Linked DNA regions of Mus musculus: regions 1, 2, 3, 4, 5 and 7 are each linked to region 6. Evidence: chromatin contacts called from public Hi-C and promoter capture Hi-C data. All regions are on one chromosome and are shown on one strand. Each heading gives the region's core, a stretch centred on a gene start, on an enhancer-like site or on the middle of the called end of the contact. The rest is flanking DNA. Distances are from core to core; before and after follow the strand shown.

What was found. Promoter capture Hi-C pulls out the DNA fragments that hold promoters and counts their contacts. Hi-C and Micro-C count contacts between places; a contact is called where the count stands out from the background.
Region 1: a contact with region 6 is called in a Hi-C map of muscle stem cells, with 9 times the contacts expected there. The contact joins the promoter of Atp11b here to the promoter of Mynn in region 6. A contact is called at or near these places in 1 of 39 promoter capture datasets (pre-B cells) and 3 of 484 Hi-C or Micro-C datasets (B cells, CD4 T cells and muscle stem cells).
Region 2: a promoter capture Hi-C map of pre-B cells shows a contact between it and region 6, with 5 times the contacts expected there. The contact joins the promoter of Mccc1 here to the promoter of Mynn in region 6. A contact is called at or near these places in 1 of 39 promoter capture datasets (pre-B cells) and 3 of 484 Hi-C or Micro-C datasets (CD4 T cells, CD8 T cells and pre-B cells).
Region 3: a promoter capture Hi-C map of pre-B cells shows a contact between it and region 6. The contact joins the promoter of Spata5 here to the promoter of Mynn in region 6. A contact is called at or near these places in 1 of 39 promoter capture datasets (pre-B cells) and 1 of 484 Hi-C or Micro-C datasets (CD4 T cells).
Region 4: a Hi-C map of CD8 T cells shows a contact between it and region 6, with 5 times the contacts expected there. The contact joins the promoter of 1810062G17Rik here to the promoter of Mynn in region 6. A contact is called at or near these places in 1 of 484 Hi-C or Micro-C datasets (CD8 T cells) and 1 of 9 other capture datasets (adipose tissue).
Region 5: a contact with region 6 is called in a Hi-C map of CD8 T cells, with 9 times the contacts expected there. The contact joins the promoter of Ccna2 here to the promoter of Mynn in region 6. A contact is called at or near these places in 1 of 39 promoter capture datasets (pre-B cells) and 2 of 484 Hi-C or Micro-C datasets (CD4 T cells and CD8 T cells).
Region 7: a promoter capture Hi-C map of pre-B cells shows a contact between it and region 6. The contact joins the promoter of Dcun1d1 here to the promoter of Mynn in region 6. A contact is called at or near these places in 1 of 39 promoter capture datasets (pre-B cells), 1 of 484 Hi-C or Micro-C datasets (CD4 T cells) and 1 of 9 other capture datasets (pancreatic islet).

What each region holds. Positions count from the first base shown.
Region 1 is chr3:35,752,688-35,755,387 of GRCm38.p6, forward strand. Atp11b (ATPase, class VI, type 11B) reads left to right here and starts at 1,376. Exons shown (of 30, transcript NM_029570.4): 1 at 1,376-1,723. The coding sequence starts at 1,697.
Region 2 is chr3:35,999,169-36,001,986 of GRCm38.p6, forward strand. Mccc1 (methylcrotonoyl-Coenzyme A carboxylase 1 (alpha)) reads right to left here and starts at 1,510. Exons shown (of 19, transcript NM_023644.4): 1 at 1,313-1,510. The coding sequence starts at 1,389. It overlaps Mccc1os (methylcrotonoyl-Coenzyme A carboxylase 1 (alpha), opposite strand), which reads left to right and starts at 745. Exons shown (of 3, transcript NR_029456.1): 1 at 745-1,543.
Region 3 is chr3:37,418,563-37,421,262 of GRCm38.p6, forward strand. Spata5 (spermatogenesis associated 5) reads left to right here and starts at 1,388. Exons shown (of 16, transcript NM_001163511.2): 1 at 1,388-1,938. The coding sequence starts at 1,779. It overlaps Nudt6 (nudix (nucleoside diphosphate linked moiety X)-type motif 6), which reads right to left and starts at 1,034. Exons shown (of 5, transcript NM_001291044.1): 1 at 780-1,034. The coding sequence starts at 1,008.
Region 4 is chr3:36,474,579-36,477,278 of GRCm38.p6, forward strand. It overlaps 1810062G17Rik (RIKEN cDNA 1810062G17 gene), which reads left to right and starts at 1,359. Exons shown (of 3, transcript NM_028183.1): 1 at 1,359-1,661. The coding sequence starts at 1,557. It overlaps Anxa5 (annexin A5), which reads right to left and starts at 1,309. Exons shown (of 13, transcript NM_009673.2): 1 at 995-1,309; 2 at 852-882. The coding sequence starts at 854. It overlaps Mir7009 (microRNA 7009), which reads right to left and starts at 946; the gene lies at 883-946.
Region 5 is chr3:36,571,588-36,574,287 of GRCm38.p6, forward strand. It overlaps Ccna2 (cyclin A2), which reads right to left and starts at 1,451. Exons shown (of 9, transcript NM_009828.3): 1 at 1,194-1,451; 2 at 51-716. The coding sequence starts at 236. Bbs7 (Bardet-Biedl syndrome 7 (human)) reads right to left here. Exons shown (of 19, transcript NM_027810.3): 19 at 1,556-2,035. The coding sequence ends at 1,902.
Region 6 is chr3:30,600,772-30,603,640 of GRCm38.p6, forward strand. It overlaps Mynn (myoneurin), which reads left to right and starts at 1,316. Exons shown (of 8, transcript NM_030557.3): 1 at 1,316-1,924; 2 at 2,733-2,869. The coding sequence starts at 2,764. It overlaps n-TVaac8 (a tRNA gene), which reads left to right and starts at 499; the gene lies at 499-571.
Region 7 is chr3:35,931,546-35,934,299 of GRCm38.p6, forward strand. Dcun1d1 (DCN1, defective in cullin neddylation 1, domain containing 1 (S. cerevisiae)) reads right to left here and starts at 1,421. Exons shown (of 7, transcript NM_001205361.1): 1 at 1,240-1,421. The coding sequence starts at 1,242. It overlaps Gm15952 (a long non-coding RNA gene), which reads left to right and starts at 1,533. Exons shown (of 4, transcript XR_880768.3): 1 at 1,533-1,622.

The sequences.
Region 1 (2,700 bases), core at 126-2,625, 5.2 Mb after region 6:
CGTACTTCAGAGACCCAATTAGAGTATCGGGTAGAGCTTGACGCAGTGGGTTCTGGGACACTGCCTTAGAACGGAAGTAACATTTTGTTTTCTCTAAAAGCATTCCAGTAACTTTATGCTGGTGTCACAGAGTAAGGGTCGGGCATAAGAGCAAAACGAAGGTTCCTTTTTCTTTTTAAATATCTGTCCTAAATTTGGGTAATTTATAATATTAAAAAAAAATTATTGCAGGTCCCCCCCCCCCCCCCCCGAGACAGGGTTTCACTGTATAGCCCTGGCTGTCCTGGAACTCACTTTGTAGACCAGGCCGGTCTCGAACTCAGAAATCTGCCTGCCTGTGTCTCCCGAGTGCAGGGATTAAAAAGGGATTAAAGGGCTCCATTGCAGATTTTATAGGCCATAGATAACTGAAAGACTCTAATTGCAATGCTGGATTAACTAAGACATGACTACTGAAACCAAAAGACAGATTTGTCTAATCACCGTAGCTTAGATTTAGGTTTTTGCAGAATGTTACTTTTCAAATTACAAATGTCTGATGGTGACGTGTTTTAATTCAGGAAAAAGAGAGTACGACGAAGACGAACAGGTGGCTGCTTTTAGACAGTATAAACTTGTTCCAGTTGCTTGTATGGGCCTTCTTAAAAGTTATCCACACCCTTGTTAGAGAGGTCACGCTACTTTGGAGGTAGTTTTCATTGCATGCTTAGCAATTAGCTTTCCGAGGAAAGTCTCTCCCCTTAGCCTTTCCAGCTTAATTCATCAGGATAGGAACTCAGCAATAGCTCCAGAAATTGAGGTGCAGGCTGGACTCTCACAGAGAAATCTCAAACTTTCCCCAATATTAGTCCACTTTGGTTACTCGCTGAGTTATGTGTGAAGCAATTAAATGCCTTTGACAATTAAAAAAATTTTTTTTACCAAGTCTATAAGAATTTTGTACAATTTAGTTTGATCATAATCATCTCCCTCTCCAAATGTAAGTCTTTGATAATTTAATGGTCTGGGCACAGACCTTTTGGTCACATACATTTGCTGGTGTGGATCCGAATGTTGGGGTGGATGGGGGGGGGGGTTGGTGGGGGAGGGGGAAGATCTGTGACAGGGCAGAGCCAACTCCTCTTCGAGGAGTTGCTACAGCCTAGCCGGCCAAGATACAAAAACTCGAAAAAGGCCCACAGAGCCGGCGAGCCTGACAGCGCTCACGTTTTCGCGACAAACCGCCCCGGAAAGGGGCGGGCAAACCCGCGCGGAAACACGGAAGGGTGGGCCTCCGAGAGGTAAAGAAGCGGGCGGGTCCAGAGCAGGTGAGGGAGGGGCACAGGGCTTGGGGGCGGGACCATGGAGGGCGAGGGCGGGGCGGCGCCGTGGGGGCGGGCCCATGGCGGGCGAGGGCGGGGCGGCGCCGTGGGGGCGGCGGTGCTTCGGGTGACAACGGTCAGAGATGAAGGTGGCGGCGGCTCAGCGGGGAGTAGTGCTGCGCCGGGCGCGGTTGGCAGCCAGGCCGCGCCTGTAGGACCTCCGGGCCGGGGTGGCGGGATGGGGACCCGACTCGGGTAGAAAAGCGGGGACAGCAGAGAGCAGAACTTAAGCCCGAGGGGCTCGCCTGCTCCGGTCACACTCGGAGTCCTCTTCCACCTGCTGCCGCTCGGTCCCGCGTCCGGCGGGCCACGACGGCGTCGGCGACGGCGGGGGCATGTGGCGCTGGGTCCGGCAGCAGCTGGTAAGTGAGGGCTGGGTGGCGCGGCGGGGCGGCGAGGGCTAGGCCGCGGCGGGGGCGCGCGGCTCTCTCTCGGCCCGGGCTCCGCACAGCGCGGGGATGCACTGCAGCTTGCGGCCGCTGAGGGTCGCGAGCCGCGCGGGCCCCGAGGTGGCGGAGGTAGCGGCGCGGGGCGCGGGTCAGGCGGCTCCCCCGGACTCCGAACTAGGCTCGTGCGGGCTCCGGAGGAGGTCTGGGTCCTCCTCGGCCTCCCGGCGGAAGCTCGCCCTGGGCCTAGGAGGAAGGCGCGCCGGAAAGGTCTTCACCGCAGACCGGTGCAACTTCTCTGTGCATCTCTTGTGTGTCACCCACCCCTCAAGGCGGTTAGAACGCACGGGTTAGGAGCCAGTGGTTTAACTTTTGAACATTACTGTATTACCTGGAAAAAGAAAAAGAAAACCCTAGAGTGACTTAAGTGTCTAAAAAGCGTCACCTTTCTCAGAAATCATTCACAGACGAAAATCTCTCATGTCCCTTGGCACTTGCAGCCCAGAAAATAACAACGCCAAGGCGACAATGACAGTTAAGGCAGACATCACTTCAGTTCTAGGAATGCTAATCTATATGCTGTTTAATTTTGAAATTGTACCAATTGCAGTATTTTTTTTCTACGAGGTTTCAAGGCAGTGATAAATCTTAGAGAAACAGAAATGTCCTGTTTTGAGACCAAAATCTTCATTCTTTTTTCTTGTGGTAGAACAGTTTTTCAGGTGAAAACTAAAAAGTATGTATTTCAGTCAGTCTCCTGTTTATTTTACAGTAAGCATCATTCTTAAATAAAGAAATCTTATAAATAAAACTAGAACCGCCTGCCACTCCCTCATACAAATGGTAGGTCTTTATTTTTAGCTAACTGTTGCAAATTGAAGTATTCCAGCTTTATTGGGAATCCAAGCTAATGATGTCATTTAATCCACACTTGCTTTCTTGTGGCAAGCCAG
Region 2 (2,818 bases), core at 260-2,759, 5.4 Mb after region 6:
GTTTAAGGCTTTTCCAGTCCTGCCTAAGAAATCACAGCTTTGTCATGTATCCAACCTGGGACCACTGATAGCCTAAAATGTTTTTTTTTTTTTTTTTCCTCTCAGCTAGTGAAGACTGAGTCAGGCAGTCAGACACACTCCTTAAGTGCAATCCTTTATCTTGACAATGTTCTGATTTCTCTATCCCATTTTTCAAAGCTCTTTTTGCTACATCTCAAAACATTTAAACATGACGAGTAAATTGCCTGCCAGGAGATAATTCACCAATTAAGACAGCCGCTATTCTCATGGGTAGAGTCTGACTAATCAAATTCTTTTCTCTGAGGTATTAGAGGAATCATGGCTGGTAAAAAGAAAGAAAAAAGAAAAGGTAAAATTCTCATGCTGGTAAGAGTTTTAATTTTAAAAACTATTAGCAGGATGACAGCTATAACTAAGCCTTGAGAGGAGAATGACTCTGTGGTATTCTTGGGAACCTAAGGAAATTCACAGGAAGAAAAACAGCACTAATACAACTTTCACCATCTTTCTTATTTAAAATATAGGGTGAAGACCTACATTTTAGTATTCACCGAAAATCCAGGGCATCGACCACTGTTTGTTGAATGGACCATGATGTGTTTAAATTTTTATCCACGTGTTGATTTGGACATACGAGGGGGTTAGTATCGTCTTTATATTACCTCTGCTAGATACAAGTATCATCACCTCCAAGCAGAAGAAACTGAAGCACGGATATTAGGTAACTCGACCAAGGTCACAGGTAAGCTGGGAACCCAACCTTCTGCAGGCAGTTCTTGCCCTTGGGCCAGTACGTTTTTCAGAATGCGAGGAGGTGATGATTATGGTGAAGTAATCTATCTACATGACTTGGGGTTTTCACTGTTGTCAAAGCGTGGAGCTTCGTTTCCAAAAGGATCCGGGGTAGTCATCTGCCAGCTTTGTTCAAACTTGTGAACAAGAGCGTTCGACAAAACTCACCCCTCATTAATTTGACTCTTCCCAGCAATGGGAAAGGTCTCTAGAAATCCTTCTCTGAACTGCACTCAAAATGAGGGAGCTAAGCTGAAAGCGACTTTGGGAAAGGGGTCCTGGTGCAAGCCTCTAGCTACGTATGCCATCTTCGGTTGCAGCACCGTGCGGGGTGCCCAGATCAGAAACCAGCCAAGGTGGCAGAGTCTGTAGGAAGAGCCAAAGACTGAAGTGGGACAGCGCCTACCAAAACTACACACAGGCACTTAAAGGGCTGCTCTCACGTGACCCAGCGCCTCGCATCCGGGCCGCGCACGGACCGGCAGTACCCCTGAGTCACCTCGGCTGCAGCAGCAGGATCGGGACCCGTCGCAACTGGTTCCTGTCCACCGCAGCCAACAACGCCGCCGCCGCCATCTCCGCGCTGTTCTGCTGGATTCCAAAAGCTGCTTGGCTTATTCTTGAAAGCGTCCCTCCCTGCGCAAGCTTCTTGTCCCCGATCCGCCACCGTAGCTCCGAAGAGCAAGTAGGCGTCTCCGCAAGAGCCAATCACAAAACTGGGTGTTTCAAGGTACCGATTGGCTGATTGGACCATGTGCCTGGGGGGTGGGGAGTGAACTGTGAGGGGCTGGGCTCCATCTGGAGGGGCGGGGCCAGGTTTTTTTTTTTTTCTTTTTTTTTTTTTTTAGCACAGAGCATGAGAGGAAAATGCACAGCCCCTCAAACCACCACTCAAGCAAAATGCAAGCTTTCTCACTAAACATCAGGAAAAAGGGGCAGTGGAAACTGCGTGGCAGGAAACAAAGACACAGTAAAAGCTATGTGTAGGTATTTGATACAGCTGAGGCAGAGCTCATATGGGGGAGAAAAACACAGTAAGTGAAACAGCCAATCGAAGGGTTATAAGTGCAAAAACTAAATGGGACGTAGTGGCGCATATTTGCAATCCCAGAAGCTGAAGCAGAAGGATTGTAGTAAGTGACAGGATTGACTAGACAGTGAGTCCCAGGCCAGCCTGAGCAATACGTTGAGGCTGTCCCTCAAAAACCAAAATAAATAAGATATGAAAAACAAACATAAATGCAGAAGGAAAACAAATGTAAAGAGGAATAAATTAGTGAAATCAGAAAACTAACACCAAAGGACAAATAAATCCAGGAACTAAGAAAATAATTAGAAATAAGGGGACACAAGTGGAAGCAGGAACATCAGGAGTTCAAGCCCATCCTAACCTGCAGACCAAGTTCGAGACCAGTCTGGGCTAGTAGTCCTGCACCTGTCTTTAAAATCTAAGATGTTTTCTTGAAAGATTCGAACTTTTAGAAAGTCTGGATACAAATTGGCTTGCTTGTGTATTTTCGAGAAGGTTCCTACTTATCTGGCCCATTGGCCAGCAAAAGAGAACCCATCCCTCTGGAGTTCACCAGAAATGAATTCCTTCCTTCAGGAAGGATATCTTATATTGAGTAAGTTTAGACTTTTATCGGTAGAGTCATCACATAGTTTCAAAACGTCCCTGGGAGTACTTGCCACTGGCTTTGTTTGTGTGGCTGGATATCTTTTTTTCCTACAGAGTTATAAGAACTCTAGTTATAGAGGTTAATATTTCCTCAGGTTTTCATTTAGTTGTTTACTTTTACGCTGTTTCAGGTGTGAAGAGTTCCATATTAAAAAAAAAAAAAAAAAAAAAAAACCACACACTGTTTTCTGGGCGTGGGGAGAAATTGTTTTCATCTTGTACTTAAAATGAATGTAAGATATATATTTAAAACAGCAAAAAAGTGAACATGGCCTCCAAATAAGCAAGAAATAAAGAGGAAAAAAATCTCACATGACTTTTTTTTTT
Region 3 (2,700 bases), core at 138-2,637, 6.8 Mb after region 6:
ATTATCATCTCCCACTGGGAAAAACTATCTAAGTATGGCAAATGCCTGTGCCCATCCATATACGTGCACATATCAGAGGATGAACTGATTCGATTCTCCTACTGGTGAAAGTGTTGAAGTCTAAGCACTTATAAGCAGGAGAGATGATGTTAAATAGCCTTGTTTGAAGATTAAACAGCATTAGAGTCGCTAACTTGCCGTGTTTGTTGCTCACAGAATAAAGATCATTTGTGGTTTCCTGGTTATGTGAAAGGATCTTTTCCATTCCATGCTAAATTTCCATGCTATGCCTTCAGTTTGAAAAACAGGCTGTTCTAACAAATCAGACACTTATCCCAAAGTGAGGGGGACTCCTTCACACAAGCATCCTTTCAGATAACTGGGTTCACCGTTCAAAGCCAGTGATGTACCAGTGATGTGTTCCTACTGAAAACTGCAAAGCTCTGTGGGTAGATGCAAGCACTGGCACCCATCCCGGTTAGGAAACCGTTTTGCTTGGCAAAGCATGTGGCAGAATCCAAGTAGCAGCAAAACTAAGGTTGCAAGGTAGCACACAGTGAGGCTGTCAGTGTTTACTAAGAGTTAAAGGCGTGGCCGACACCGTGCTAGGCGCTGCGAATCCCGTGTCAGTCTCAGGGGCAAGCATTCAGGGTTCGGGCCGGGACGTGGCTGAGGGCACTTCCAGGTCACAGCGAGAGGACCGCTGGGTGTCCTTTCAGCTTTCACCTCAGAGCCCACACGCTCCGCCCTGGTTTCCGGGGCCCGAGACCCGCACTTGCCCTGCAAGAGCCTCCGGAAGGCGGCGGCATCCAGCCCGTGCAACGTATGGTGCCGCGACAAGTGCACCGAGACGCCCCCAAATCTGTCCAGCTCGCCTTGTAGCTCGGCCCCGCAGGAGCCCGGGGTCTCCAGGCCGCCCGAGGCTGTGCGCCGCCCCGGCCGGAGCCTGGCTCCGCCCGCGTAAAGCAATGTGGAGAACCAGTAGCGGGTCCTCCTCACCCACCACATGGCTGCACCTAGCCTTTCCGTTCTCCCCTTCCCGCCCCGCCCACATCGCCTGACGTAGCATCTCTTCCCTGTCGCACGCCCCGCCCCTTCCAGCCCTGCCCGGTCTACCACGCCAGACGTAGCCTGGTCTCATCCTGGGCGCACGCCCCGCCCCTTCCCGCCCCGCCCACATCGCCTGACGTAGCCTTGTCTCCTCCAGGGAGCACGCCCCGCCCCTTCCCGCCCCACTCTCGTGACCCCGTGCAACCTCACCTCTTTCCGGCGATCGCCCCGCCCCATCTCGCGGCGAACACTCTCAGGCCTCTTCCGGAGCTCGCTCCGCCCCTTTTCGCTGGGAGGAGGGCCGACCGTAAACTCTCGAAACGTGTCTCCACCCGCTAAGCTTGAGCTGGACTTGCCATTTGGTAGAGCTTAGTGGAGCTGACTGTCCTCGACGGGTCTGGAACAGAGAGGAGAAACTTTCGGATTTTGTTGTTGTTACTTTAAGCCCAACCACATTCGCTTCGGGACTAGGCAAAGCAGCGGAACAGCCGAAGTCCACTTTTCAAGGGTTCATAACGTCAACGGCGGTGCCTACGCCTAGCCCTTCTTTCTTTCCGAAACGGTGTCTTGCGAGACCCTCGCTCTCCGCCTCCGCCTCGTGGGTGGCGCTTCTACGCGGAGCATTACGGCGTGCGCGCCGCGCCGCTGACCTCTGACCCGGAAGTTTGATCCCCGTGCCGCGCACGTTGAGCCGGCTCGGGGCTGCTTTTCTCCGACAGCCTGCGGTCATGTCTTCCAAGAAGAACCGAAAGCGGCAGAAGGAGGGCGCGGAGGGCGCCTCGCCCTCGCTCTCTGCGGCTCCGTCCCGCTCAGGGACCTCGACTCCTTTCGCCCAGCCGAGCCCGGCGGCGCCGGGGATGCTGGTGGTGACCAACTTCCTTGAGAAAGGTGAGGAAAGCGCGGGCAGCCGCGGGGCTGAGGCGCCTGAGGGGAGCGCGGCGTGTGGAGGTGGGCGTGACGCGGGAGCCCGCGGACCGCCAGGCGGCCCGGCCCGAGGCGCCCGCCCGGCCCTCTTTGCAAAAAGTTGAGGATTGCCTTTTTACTTTTTCCTCTTTCATACGTACTTCGGGAGCACTGGCGATGGCGTACGCCACGGGACCTTGACTAGCAACCCTCGAGGTGGCCTTGGCTCCTTGGAGACTCACTGTCCAGTCAGCCCGGCAAAAACGGTTCTTACCTAGTGAGCCTAGCCTGCGCTCAAACGCTAACTTGTGACGATGAACGCGTACTGCCTAACAGCGCTCTGGCTGTAGGGACAACGGCAGCGTTTAGTTACTGCTGTTGACTAGTCGCACCCTGGTGTTAGTCCTAAGTTATCCCGTCACGTGTGCCGCTCCTCTGGTTTTTCACAGAAACTGTGGTCAAAATGAGTACGGAAAGGTCAGGTCCCCATCTCACAGATCAGAAAAGGCTAACGGAGTCGCATATCAGGTACCCAGGCACCAGTGGCTGGCAGAGTCCGTGTTGGAGTACAGGTCTCTTTGATTCCGGAGCTGTTTGTCTGAGATGAGTTTTGTTGGCTTGGTGAATGGACAGACTTCACGTCTGAAAAATGAGCTACTTGGTAAACCTTTTAGCTTGTATGATGTGTAGTGGTTCTGAAAAGTGGAGCAGACTGACGAGGGACATAGTTTTTTTTGTGTGTCCAGA
Region 4 (2,700 bases), core at 109-2,608, 5.9 Mb after region 6:
TCCCAAGATGTGGGATTCCAGGTATAACCACTTTGCCTCAGGGCGGAATATTTTAGGTATGATAACTTCTTCACATGACCAGCTTTGAAAAATTACTACATACGCTGGGCGGTGGTGGTGAAGGCTTTTAGTTCTAGCCCTCAGCAGAGGCAGTCTGTGAGTTCGAGGCCAGCCAAGGCAACACAGAGGAACCCTAGCTTGGAAAACAAAACAAAACAAAACAAAAATCAACTTTTCTTTGCTACAGTCTTGAAAAATACTAAGAGATCTCCTAAAACAATGACAACAACAAAAACCTATTCGGAAGTCAACTTCTGAAAGAATCCCAAGGCAAATTCAATTCAGAACTCGTTTTGCCAGTTCATTACTTTGGAAACCCAGCTTTTTGGTTCACTGCCTTTAGCAGAAAAAGAGAAAGAAAAGGCACAGTCGGTTCCTGTTAAATAAGTTGCGCCTTGCGCTGGAAAAAGCTCCCCTGAAGCACCATGGAGATTGCCCACGCACACCCAGTATTCAAACACAGGAAACTGCGGGAAAAATAAAAAAATAGGGGAAGCCAAAGGGCGTTCTCCTCACATGACCAAGAGAACTGTTCCTGCTCCGGATCTAATTTTGGCAACTCTGGATTTGGGGCGGCCTGATTCACATGCACCGGGGAGAAACACCGGCTGGTTCCGGACACTCCGGGGCGAGGGAGAAAACAGGAGAGCGCACACGGAGGGGGACACCCAAGAGGTCACAGAGAGGACACAGAGCGGGACACAGATGGGAAAGGCGAAAACCAAGAGACTGCGAAGGCAGCTGCCTTCAGAGAGGGTCCCGATCGCCCTGGTCGCGGTCACACGGCTTACCATGATGCTGTCGGTCAGGAGTGGACTGGAGCTGCAGGGAGAGGGGAAAAGAGAGACAGGGTCACTGGAGCTCTGGTCCCCTGACCCCAAAAGGGCCCTGAGCCCTTGGTGGAGGAGTCGCTCCCGGGACTACGGCCACTTACCAGGCAGTAGAGCGCAGGCTGCGGGTGAGAGCAGGACCGATGCACACGCCAAAGGACAAGGCAGTACTCTTCACAACTCCGTGCAACGGAAACGCCCTGGGCAGCCCAGCCTAGCCCGACCTGGCCCCGCCACGCCACGCCCCTGCCAAGATCACACACCCACCAGGGTCCCGCCCCCAGAGACGCTGCACTATAAGCCCCGCCTTGTCCCAGGCAGCTGCCACATCCCTGGATACGGTACTTTCCTCAGACAAGGCCACCCCCCTACCATGGCCACCTCCCTAATTAGGTCCCAGCCCGGGCCGCGCCCCCATCAGGACACGCCCTGCCACGTCCTAGCCTCTATGCTCCTGCGCCTGCGTGGGGCTTTTCGCTCACTCTTCGCTACGCTGGAGGCGCTGCAGGCCCAGGGGTCTGGGTGTGTCTAGAGAGTTAGGGACTGTCACAGCGGCACCTCACAGCGTCTTGCACCGCACTCTAAGCATGGGACAGTGAGGACCTTTTCCAGACTGCTTTCCAAGTGTTTCGTGCTAGTGTTTGCCTCTGGATGTCCGTGTAGCTGATGGGCAGCTCTTTTAAGAGCTGTACCTGGCAGTGTCAAAGCCTCAGAGCGGAAATGGTTTCACTTCCAAACTCAGCCTGTAACTTCAAAGACCCCAGGTGCAAGGTGACTAAGATGGAGCTTCCCCGCCCCCCCCCCGCCCGCCCCCAGGCCTAAAGACGCTGCAAAAGGATCGCGGATGTTCTAGAAGGATCAAAATCAGGTTTTTGAGCAAGAAGAAGCTAACCGAGGGTGGGGGTTGGGGGAGCCTTGCCACATGCTGAGTCTGGCCCTGATAGGTAGACTGATGGTTTTCTGGAAAAGCAGACAAAACTGCCGCTGAGGAGGGGAAGCCTGCCATTTTCCCTTGTGTACCCTTGTCCTATTGCTTTTCCTGTTCATGCGCCCCCTTCTCTGGGGACCTAGCCGCTCCCACAGCCTTAGACATTCCAGCACCTCTCCCAGGGAATTGTAATTTCTAGACTACTTTGGTTTTTGTTTTGTTTTGTTTTGTTTGCCTACACTAAGGGATCCTCTCACTTGACCCTTCAAGTACGGTTATGACTTCGATGCAACCATTTCCCTGCCTCCTCGCCCCCGCATTCCTTTAAGGCCCACCTATCTCTCAGTCGCTCACACTTATCTACTTTCTTTCTACTAGCATCTCCTTCAGTCTTTGACCTAAGTATTTTTTTTTCTTACATCTACTCAACTCCGTGTCCTCCTTCTCTGGAGTTAAGACCGCAGAAGCCTGTTTAACAGTGCTGTGGAAAACTGCCTTACGGCTGGCAGTGACTAGTGATCCGCCCTGCAGCCAAGGAGTAACATAAATTATTAGACCCAGACCTTTGATCTTCCCCAGCAAATGTTGCCTTTACATCCTATTACAATTAGCTTATTCACCTGGACCCCAGTCTGGAGGAGCAAGCTGACTTTCCGTGTTGAAAGGCAGAGCTCATGCATGAGAGGGCAGAGGAACACTATTTCCCAAGAAGGCTTTTCAGAAGCCTTTCCTACTAGAGGGAAGGAAGCCTGACTGAATGCTATTGAGTGTTCTGAGCACCTAGGAGACATTCATAAAATGGCCTACCTTAATATTCTAAATATAGCGTAGCACTGAGGAGAGGGCACACTGTGAAAGAAAGCACGAGATGCTGTAACTTGG
Region 5 (2,700 bases), core at 201-2,700, 6.0 Mb after region 6:
CCCAGGACCGCTCCCGCCCGGCCCTCCTCCAGACCCCCGCGCCCTATTACCCGTCGAGTCTTGAGCTTCTGCTGCGGCGCGGGTCCACGCACGTTCCCGGCCTTCAGCACCGCCTGCGCCCGCGGCTGCTGGGCTGGCGCCAGTTTTTCGGGGTTGACATTCTCTTGGTCTTCCTGATGCAGCGAGAGCAGGGCTGAGCCCGCATCGCGACCCGAATGCCTCGAGGTGCCCGGCATCGCGGCTCCGGTCCGGTTCTGTCGGCGGCAGAGCGTGCACAGCGCCCGCCGCTCCGGAGCAGCGCGGGACCCTGGCGGCCGACCCGCGGAGCAGAGGCTGCAGGCGGGAGGAGCGTAGAGCCCAGGAGCCGCGAGCTGCGCGCCGCCCGCCGGCTGCTGGTCTTGTAGTTCAAGTAGCCCGCGACTATTGAAATAAACCAATGAGGGCGTCCGGAGTCCGTGACGTCACCAGAAGCGCCGGTCGCCGCGAGCGAAGGCCCGACGGGAATCTTACAGGGCGGGAGCCTGAGGACGCGCCTGCGCAGAGGAGGGCGGGGCGGGCGGCCGCTTTCGGCCGATCTCTGCTGCTCAGTGGATCTGTAGCCTCATAGGATCCTGCCGGAGCCGCTGGGCGGTCCAGACAAGCCCTCGGGGCCTCGAGGTGTCGGCCTTCGCCTCAGCTAAGGGGTGAAGCGCCTTCTCCTGGTCGCTGGGTGGCGCCTAGGCAGGAGCGTATGGATCTGAATGACAAACTGCCCCGTCCTGGGTACACTACTCCTTTCTCTTTCTCTGTGATGCTGCCATACAACATAGGGAAACGCTGGAACTTTTACTGTTTACTATTGTTTCACCTCTCCTGTATATCATTTGTTTGTTGTTTGATTTTGAGGCAGGGTCTCATAATGCTGTCCCAATTGTCCTGTGACTCACTGATATCCGTTATCAGAGCTCACTGATCTGGGATTAAAGGCGTGTCTCTATGCCCCGCATTCCAGTAAACTACCCCACCCCCACCCCCAATTAAAGATGGGTTAATTTAAAATGCCAACATGAGCTATTGTTGATAACAAGTGGTGTACTACAAGAAATTCAGCTGTCCATTAATTTTGCTAATCCTTGGTTGTGACATCAGACCATGAAGTTCCACTGACCCAAATAGATATTACATTTAGAAATGAAGTGCATTGTGGTACATACCTTTAATCCCAGAGTTTCAGATCTCTGAATTCAAGTTAGTCCAAGTCAGCTATGTAGTGAGATGATGTCTCAAAAGTAGAAAAAAAGTGTTCATAAGAAAACCGGGCAGCCAGGAGGCGATGGCCAAGCCTTTTCCGGGCATCTCAGGAGGCAGAGGCAGGTGGATCTCTTGAGTGCAAGGCCAGCCTGGACTGCAGAGTTAGTTCCAGGTCAGCTACACAAAGAAATCCTGTCTTGAGAAACCCTGTCTCGAAAAACAAAACAAAACAAAAACCACAAAAAAAAAAAAAAAAACCAACCCAAACACACACACACAGAGAAATATATACAAAACCTAAATAAATATATAAAGACACAAGTATATTACCTTAAATGTTCACATTTAATAGTTAAGAATCATACATAAAATATAATAAAATGTAATCATTGTTTTCATAACTACCCTTTGAAAACAAAAGACAGCTTATTTGCTCTTATTTAATAGTATTCTAAAACTTTCAATGCAATATTCCCCTGAAATGAATGACTAAAAGATCTTCTTTTCCCCTCAAGTACACAATAAAAAGGACTTTCATGGGTACTCGTAGGGGGATGCTTAGAGGCCGTCACTCTTCTGATTACATGTGGGACGTCCATCTGAGGTGCCTCGGGTCTGATCAGGCTCTGCTTGCTTCTTCGGCTGTCCTGTTGGCCTACCTTGTTTATCTTTCATGCTGCATCGAAGAAAGAAATCAGTGTGTTCTGGTCGTAGCTGTCGAGAATCTCCAGGAGCATGGGTACTTTGGTTTTTACATTAGTGCCTTTGAACTTAAATTTATCTATAAAAAGATCAGTAATCATACCTACGAAGAAAAATATTATTTCTTGTTATTGATTAGTTCTTTTAACAATGCATGTGGCATTCTCTCACCACCTGAGACTCCATTATTCAACACATACAAGCCTGGAAGAGGTTGGTGTTTTTAAAAACAGATGTGTATGTGGAGAAGGTTTGAAGCAACTTTCAAGACATAAATATTTGATAACCTTCTAACAATGGGTTGCAACTGCTGACCTAGACAAGCCACTGGTCGCGATTCTGAATCTGTGTCGGTGCACCCTGCATCCCAGCGACTGACTGCTGCTGCATCAGGAAGAACGTCTGAACTGAAGCACTTCACCCATGGGCTTACTGGGTGCAGAGGTCTGGGAAATTACTGCACCTTTGAGTTTTCAAGATGTAACACAGAGACAACTCAAGTTGTCTATTATTTATACAAGACCCTTGAAAAAAAGTATATTTTAGGAAGAGAAAAAGAATATACCATTGATACTTTTTATATTGGTCCAATGAGACTGAGTGCTGATATCTGCTAACAAAATGGCAATGCTTTTACAATAAACAGGTGAATACTTGCACTCAGTGGGATTTAAAAAAAAAATAGAAAAAGCTTCGTGTCAGTTTAAATCAGGTTTTATCATGAAGTCAATCAGATTAAGACAATTTGCTGGTAAATGATTTACAAAG
Region 6 (2,869 bases), core at 66-2,565:
TCTTGGTGTCTGGTTTCGCGCATCCTTTAGGGGCTTTAAAACAGCACACAAATAGAAGCTTTGGTTTCGAAGCAGGATGGGGAAAAGGGTAATTTACACGTGCTTCCACCAAAACCCGCCAAAGCACTGTACTGCGCCAAATCACAGGCCCTGGCTACAGCGCGCCGCTGCTTCCCAGCTGGAGGAAAGCATAACCTGTCTAAAATGAGAAAAAAAATGAAATTCGGCCAGGAACTAAGTGTGCCTGCTGGTCTCTAGTGGTGTACCCGCCGGGCTTAGCAAAACAAGAAAAAGACAGAATGAATGAAAGGAAGGAAGGGAGAAAAAGAAATTGCAAACAAGTTCAAACTTTTAAATAGTCTCAGCCTGTTAAGTTAACTGTGCTTTGTTAATATTTTTTCTCTCTCCTCATTGAAAAATGCATAAACCTTAAACAGGTGTGAAACGTATATGACGACATCACATAAGAAGAACATTTCAACACACCAGTGCAACCAAGTTTCCGTAGTGTAGTGGTTATCACGTTCGCCTAACACGCGAAAGGTCCCCGGTTCGAAACCGGGCGGAAACATATCTTTTAAAACGGTAACCCGCCCATTAAAGAAACGACCTTGAATCAGCTGTTTTAATGTTGATAACAAACGCCCCAACACACAGACGAGAGCAGCAACAAAAAGGGCTGATGAAGTAGGTAGCTACTGATTCTAGAAGGCATTCTCCCAATCTCTAGCCTCTGAAGCATGTCTGTATTCAGTTTTCTCCCCTCGAGATTCCATTTCCCCCCCCTCCTGTCAGGCTAAATTTTGTTCTTAATTTATATGTCAACTTCACTAAATATTTCAGAATTAACACATTATCGAAAGGGTTTGACAAAAAGATGAAATTAAAAAGAAATTTATACTCAGACATATAAAAAAGTAGCCTCAACATTTTTCTTATAAAAACGACTCGTGGTTTTATTCACAAATTCTTCACAGAGATATAAGCAAAAAGATTCCGGTATGGAAAAAACTCTCAGAGTTTTTGAGACTGTCTTTTAAATAAAGTCACAGGTAAATTCCTTAAAAAGCATAAACGTAACTTATACCAACAAACGTTTCAGTTGTGCTTTTTAAGATTTATGACGTCCGCAGGTTCTAGGGAAGAACACATCAAAACTTAACTTTGCTCTTCTCCCTTTACTGCACTAACTCTGATTTCGAGGTAAATAACTGTGCTAAAATTATTCTGGTTCAGACGTAGGAAAACCTTTTCCGGTAGAAAGCCCACCTTCCTCCCACGTTGCGCATGCCCAGTGTGCCCTGCTGCTTTGCTTTGCTTTCGAACATCTCATCTCTGTTGCCAGGTAAGGGCATTCTGGTAGATGAGCTTTGGTGAGCCGGTTCAAACAGAATTCTGGGGGTCCCAAGAGCTTTCGGATATGCAAAAGAGGAAGGAGTGATTGGTCTCGACTTAAGCATATCCCTCCCACTCGCCCCGGTCAAGAACCAGGGTGCACAACACAGTCATCTCCACTGGAGGGGCGCTAATGAAGACAGGATGACAGGCGAGGAAAAGAACTACAACTCCCAGCATGCAGCGCGCAGCGCGGTTCCCGGAGAGGCCGGCTCTGCACTCAAGCCCGGTCTCCATCCAGAATCTGGGCCGACAGCTGCGGGCTGACAAGGTGAGCAGCTCGCACCGGATGCGAGTGAGCAAGGAGGTGTGATCCGGAGACCTGGGCATGCCGGGAAGTCAGGGCTCTGAGACCCAGCTCGCCGGCCCTAGTAGACTTTTAGCGTCCTATCTCCGGTGTCCCCAATGGACCACACACCCGGACGTGACGCTATCGCAGAGGAGGAAGGGAGAGGCGGAGCGTCGCAGTGACGTCCTCCCAAGATGGCGGTGAGAGAGTGAAGAAACTGTTTCCCTTGGGCGGCTACGGGTGAGTGCCGCCCTCTGTCTGGCCTGTCGTCCCTGCGTTCTGGGATCCCGGGGTCTTATGTGGTCCGGCGCCTCGGAGATCGAGCGCGATTCGGGGCGGAGGAGGGTGTCTAGGCAGAGGCAGCGTCCGCGGTATATGTAGTCATGGCCGGTGCCGTGGGAACTCGCGGGAGTGCAAGCTGGGAGTGCAAGGCAGCGGTGGCCGGGGACTGGCTAGGACTGTCGCCCTCCGCCGCTGCCAAGCAAGCAGCGGGCAGGCAAGGGGTGTGTCCTCCTCCGGAGAGTGATGGAACCTTTGACACAGCGGGTCGGGGCGTTCCCGCCCCCTTGCACTTGCCTGGAGCTTGGAACCTCACCATCTCTGCTTACAGGGTTCAGTGATCAGAGAGCAATGGGAACAACTCGTATCGTGTTCTTATCCTGTTTCAAGGAGGCTTTTCTTAGTCTATTTGTTTAAGCACCTTCAGGTAAAGATGCCTGTTGGAGCTTAAAAGTTTGAGGGGTCAACTCTAGAAGCTTAGGATTTTACGGCCCTGTTTACAACTGTGACATGTTTTTTTTTGTTGTTGTTGTTTTTGTTTTTGTTTTTTTCACTGCCTTTTATTGCATTAGTGTTCTAGTGCAGTAAAACAAAGAAAAGCATTTAATCACCACGAGTGTTCGATGAGGCTTTTGGGGGTTGGGAGGCAAAGGAAGAGCTGTGTTCTTTGGGTTTAGTCTTTTGTCCCACACTCCCTTACCGCTGCATGGGTGAATGTTTGATGAAAGCTTACGGCTATCAGTTCACCGTCTCTTCTTGTCTTTTTTAGATCAAGGGTGAAATCCCATTCTGCTAGCAAAATGCAGTATTCACACCACTGTGAGCACCTTTTAGAGAGACTGAATAAGCAACGGGAAGCGGGATTTCTTTGCGACTGTACCGTAGTGATTGGAGAATTCCAGTTTA
Region 7 (2,754 bases), core at 171-2,670, 5.3 Mb after region 6:
AGAAGGCTACAAGTCCTAACCCTAGCTCTCACTGAAACGGCATGAATCCTATATTCCTAATGAGCACTGGCAGGCACTGGGTTCGAGGGCAGGTGTCTGATGTGGACTGTGGGAAACTGCATACATACTCGTGATGAATGTCCATCAGAGACGCGCACTCTATTATTTTAGCCTGCTGAAAGCACCCCAGTAAGAGAGTGGAAACTCTTGGGGGTTCAGGAGTAATATCCAAGGCCTGTTCAAATAATTAAAGGAGAACCTGCAAACTCTCTCTTGGGTCTCTGAACTTTTACTGTACTCTCAATCCAAACACTAACCGGAACTTCCTTACAAATATAAAGTTTTACGAACGTAAGCACAGAAGAGAAATCTTGACTCTGTTGGGACCTAAACACATAATCAACACATGACACCAAGGCTGGGGCCATATAAGTGTCACTGAGCGAAAATCAACCCCCCACGACTCAAGACTGGGCATACACCCTCCCCAAAGAAGCCTTTCAGCTCTCCGGAGCGAAGGACCTCATCACTTTTACTCTTCTCCCAGCAGCCAGCCGGGAACTTCAACAAGGTGTGACTGTATACTTCCAAACTGAAAAGCAGTGACCAGCAGCGCCAGGTACTTAATGACAAAGGACTCAGCTCACCACAGCGTCTTCCAGCTTCCGTGACTTTTTCTCACCCAAACAAAAACCAGGAGAGGAGCAACTTGACAAACTGTTTCTTAAGAATCACAAATGGTCCCTAACTGCTATAATAAAGCAATTACTCCTCCCACCCCAAGCACATAGAGCAGGCGCTCGGAAGGCAGCAGGTCTCGGGTCCCCCGGCTGCACTTCCGTCCGCAGCCCGGAGCCTCCCAGTCCCCTCGCAGGGACCGAGCCTCAGCCGAGCCGCCCCAACTCCCGGGCGCCTGGCGCCTGGCGCCAGCGCGGACCAGCAAGGCCGACGCCGGCTCGCCAGGGCCGCCAGCACCGAGGGGCCCGGCCGGGACCAGGCAGCGCCAGGCCCGCTGCCCAGGCGCCGCCTGGCCGCACAATGGGGCGCGGGCCGTCCCCCAACGCCTCCGCGCCCGGCCCCGCTCCGGCGACTAGGCCCCGCCGCGCTCCGCTGCCGGGCCCTCGCGTAGCGGCGGCGCCGGGGAGGGACGGGCCGAGCTGGGCGCCGGCTGAGCAGCGGTAGCGGAGCGCGGCGGGGCCGGGGGCCCGGGCCGGGCGGCACGGCGCCGCGGTTCCTCACCATGTTGGTGTCCTCCGGACCTCTCCCCTCCTCCTCCGGCTCCGCAGCGAATGGACGGCGGCGGCGGCGGCGGCGCCTCTCACGGGCTCGCCGGGCTCCCGCTCATGCGCAGTGCGGCGGCCCGCGGAGCGGCCGGGCCGCGGGAGGCGGAGGGCGCGGGCCCCGGGGTGGGCGGCCTGGCCTGCCGGCATCCGTGGCACGAGCGGCCGGGCGACCCGGCAGCCCGGGCTGCGGACACACGCTGAGACCCGCGCGGCGGGCGGCCGCGGGCACAGTGAGGACGAAGCGCCGGGGCCCTGCCTGCGCCCCCACTCAGGGCGCCCTCGTCACGGCCGCGTCCTGTCCTCCGTGCGCTCCTAATAGCTCCACGTCAGAGTTCCCAGGTAAGTTTTTGGAAGAATCCGGGAGACTATTGCGCCTAGAGCCACTGTCATGCCTGGTGGACGGGCCAAGCTTGACCTAGCCTGCCTGCTGAGCTGTGGGCCAGAAGACAAGTGTGTGCTGCAAGGAGAAGGAAATACAGTACTCCCTGCAGAGAGAGGAAATAAAACAAAGGTACGGCACATAGAAAAAGCTGTCCAAGATTGCCCAGGTTTATATATGTCATCCGCATCTTCATCACCAAACGTGGGTCTCCCTTTACCACCGGCAAATACCACCAGATCACCCCTAGAAGCTAACAATCTTAAAGTTTCTGTTAAAACAACTGTTGTCACTCCTCCTCGGAGCTTCCTGCTACTGCTTAGAACTAGCCACGTGGTGGGGGCTCCCAGAGCCCTGCAGAGGCAGATCTTTGGCACTGCAGACCTGTTGTCACCCATTCATTCTTTACACCATCAATGCGAGTGTGTGTGTGTACGCGCGCGCGCGTGTGCGTGTGTGTGCGCTGATGTGGCATCTTCTCGCCAGGCCCTAAGAAAATACCAAGTAGCAAGGGTGAAACTAGATCACACTTGTGGTTATTCTCTAGGAACTCAGCCTAGCAACTTAAAATATTAACGAAGAGGACTCAGTCTCTTGCTACACTTCATTAGACTATTGCAACAATAGCTTGTAGGTTTTCTTAAAGCTCTTTTTTTCCTAAGTGCCAACTCCAAGGGGTGATTCTTAGTTCCACTTGACCTCTTTCTCTCCTGAATTTGAACACGTCCTCCTAGAATTCCCATAATTTTTCATGACTTGATTTATTTATAGTCTCCCCTTCACTTACCATTCTTCTTTGCTAGCTAACTCTGGCTTTTCAGTGGTGGGCTTTCCAGAACCATCCCTGAATCTCTTCATATATTCCTTTTTCCTAGACCCTGCCCATATCCCAGTGAGTCCAAAATCTTATCTAAAGCTCGGCAGCGGCATGCCCTAAGCACAAATTCTGCTCATCCCACAGACCCCCCCAAAGCTCTACAAAGCCAAAATCTTATCCCTAAACCTGCATTCCCCTGCTTTTTCATCACATAAGCTAAATATCAGAACTGCCCATCTCCCTTAGTCTAAGCTCGCCGAGTTCATCATCTGAGT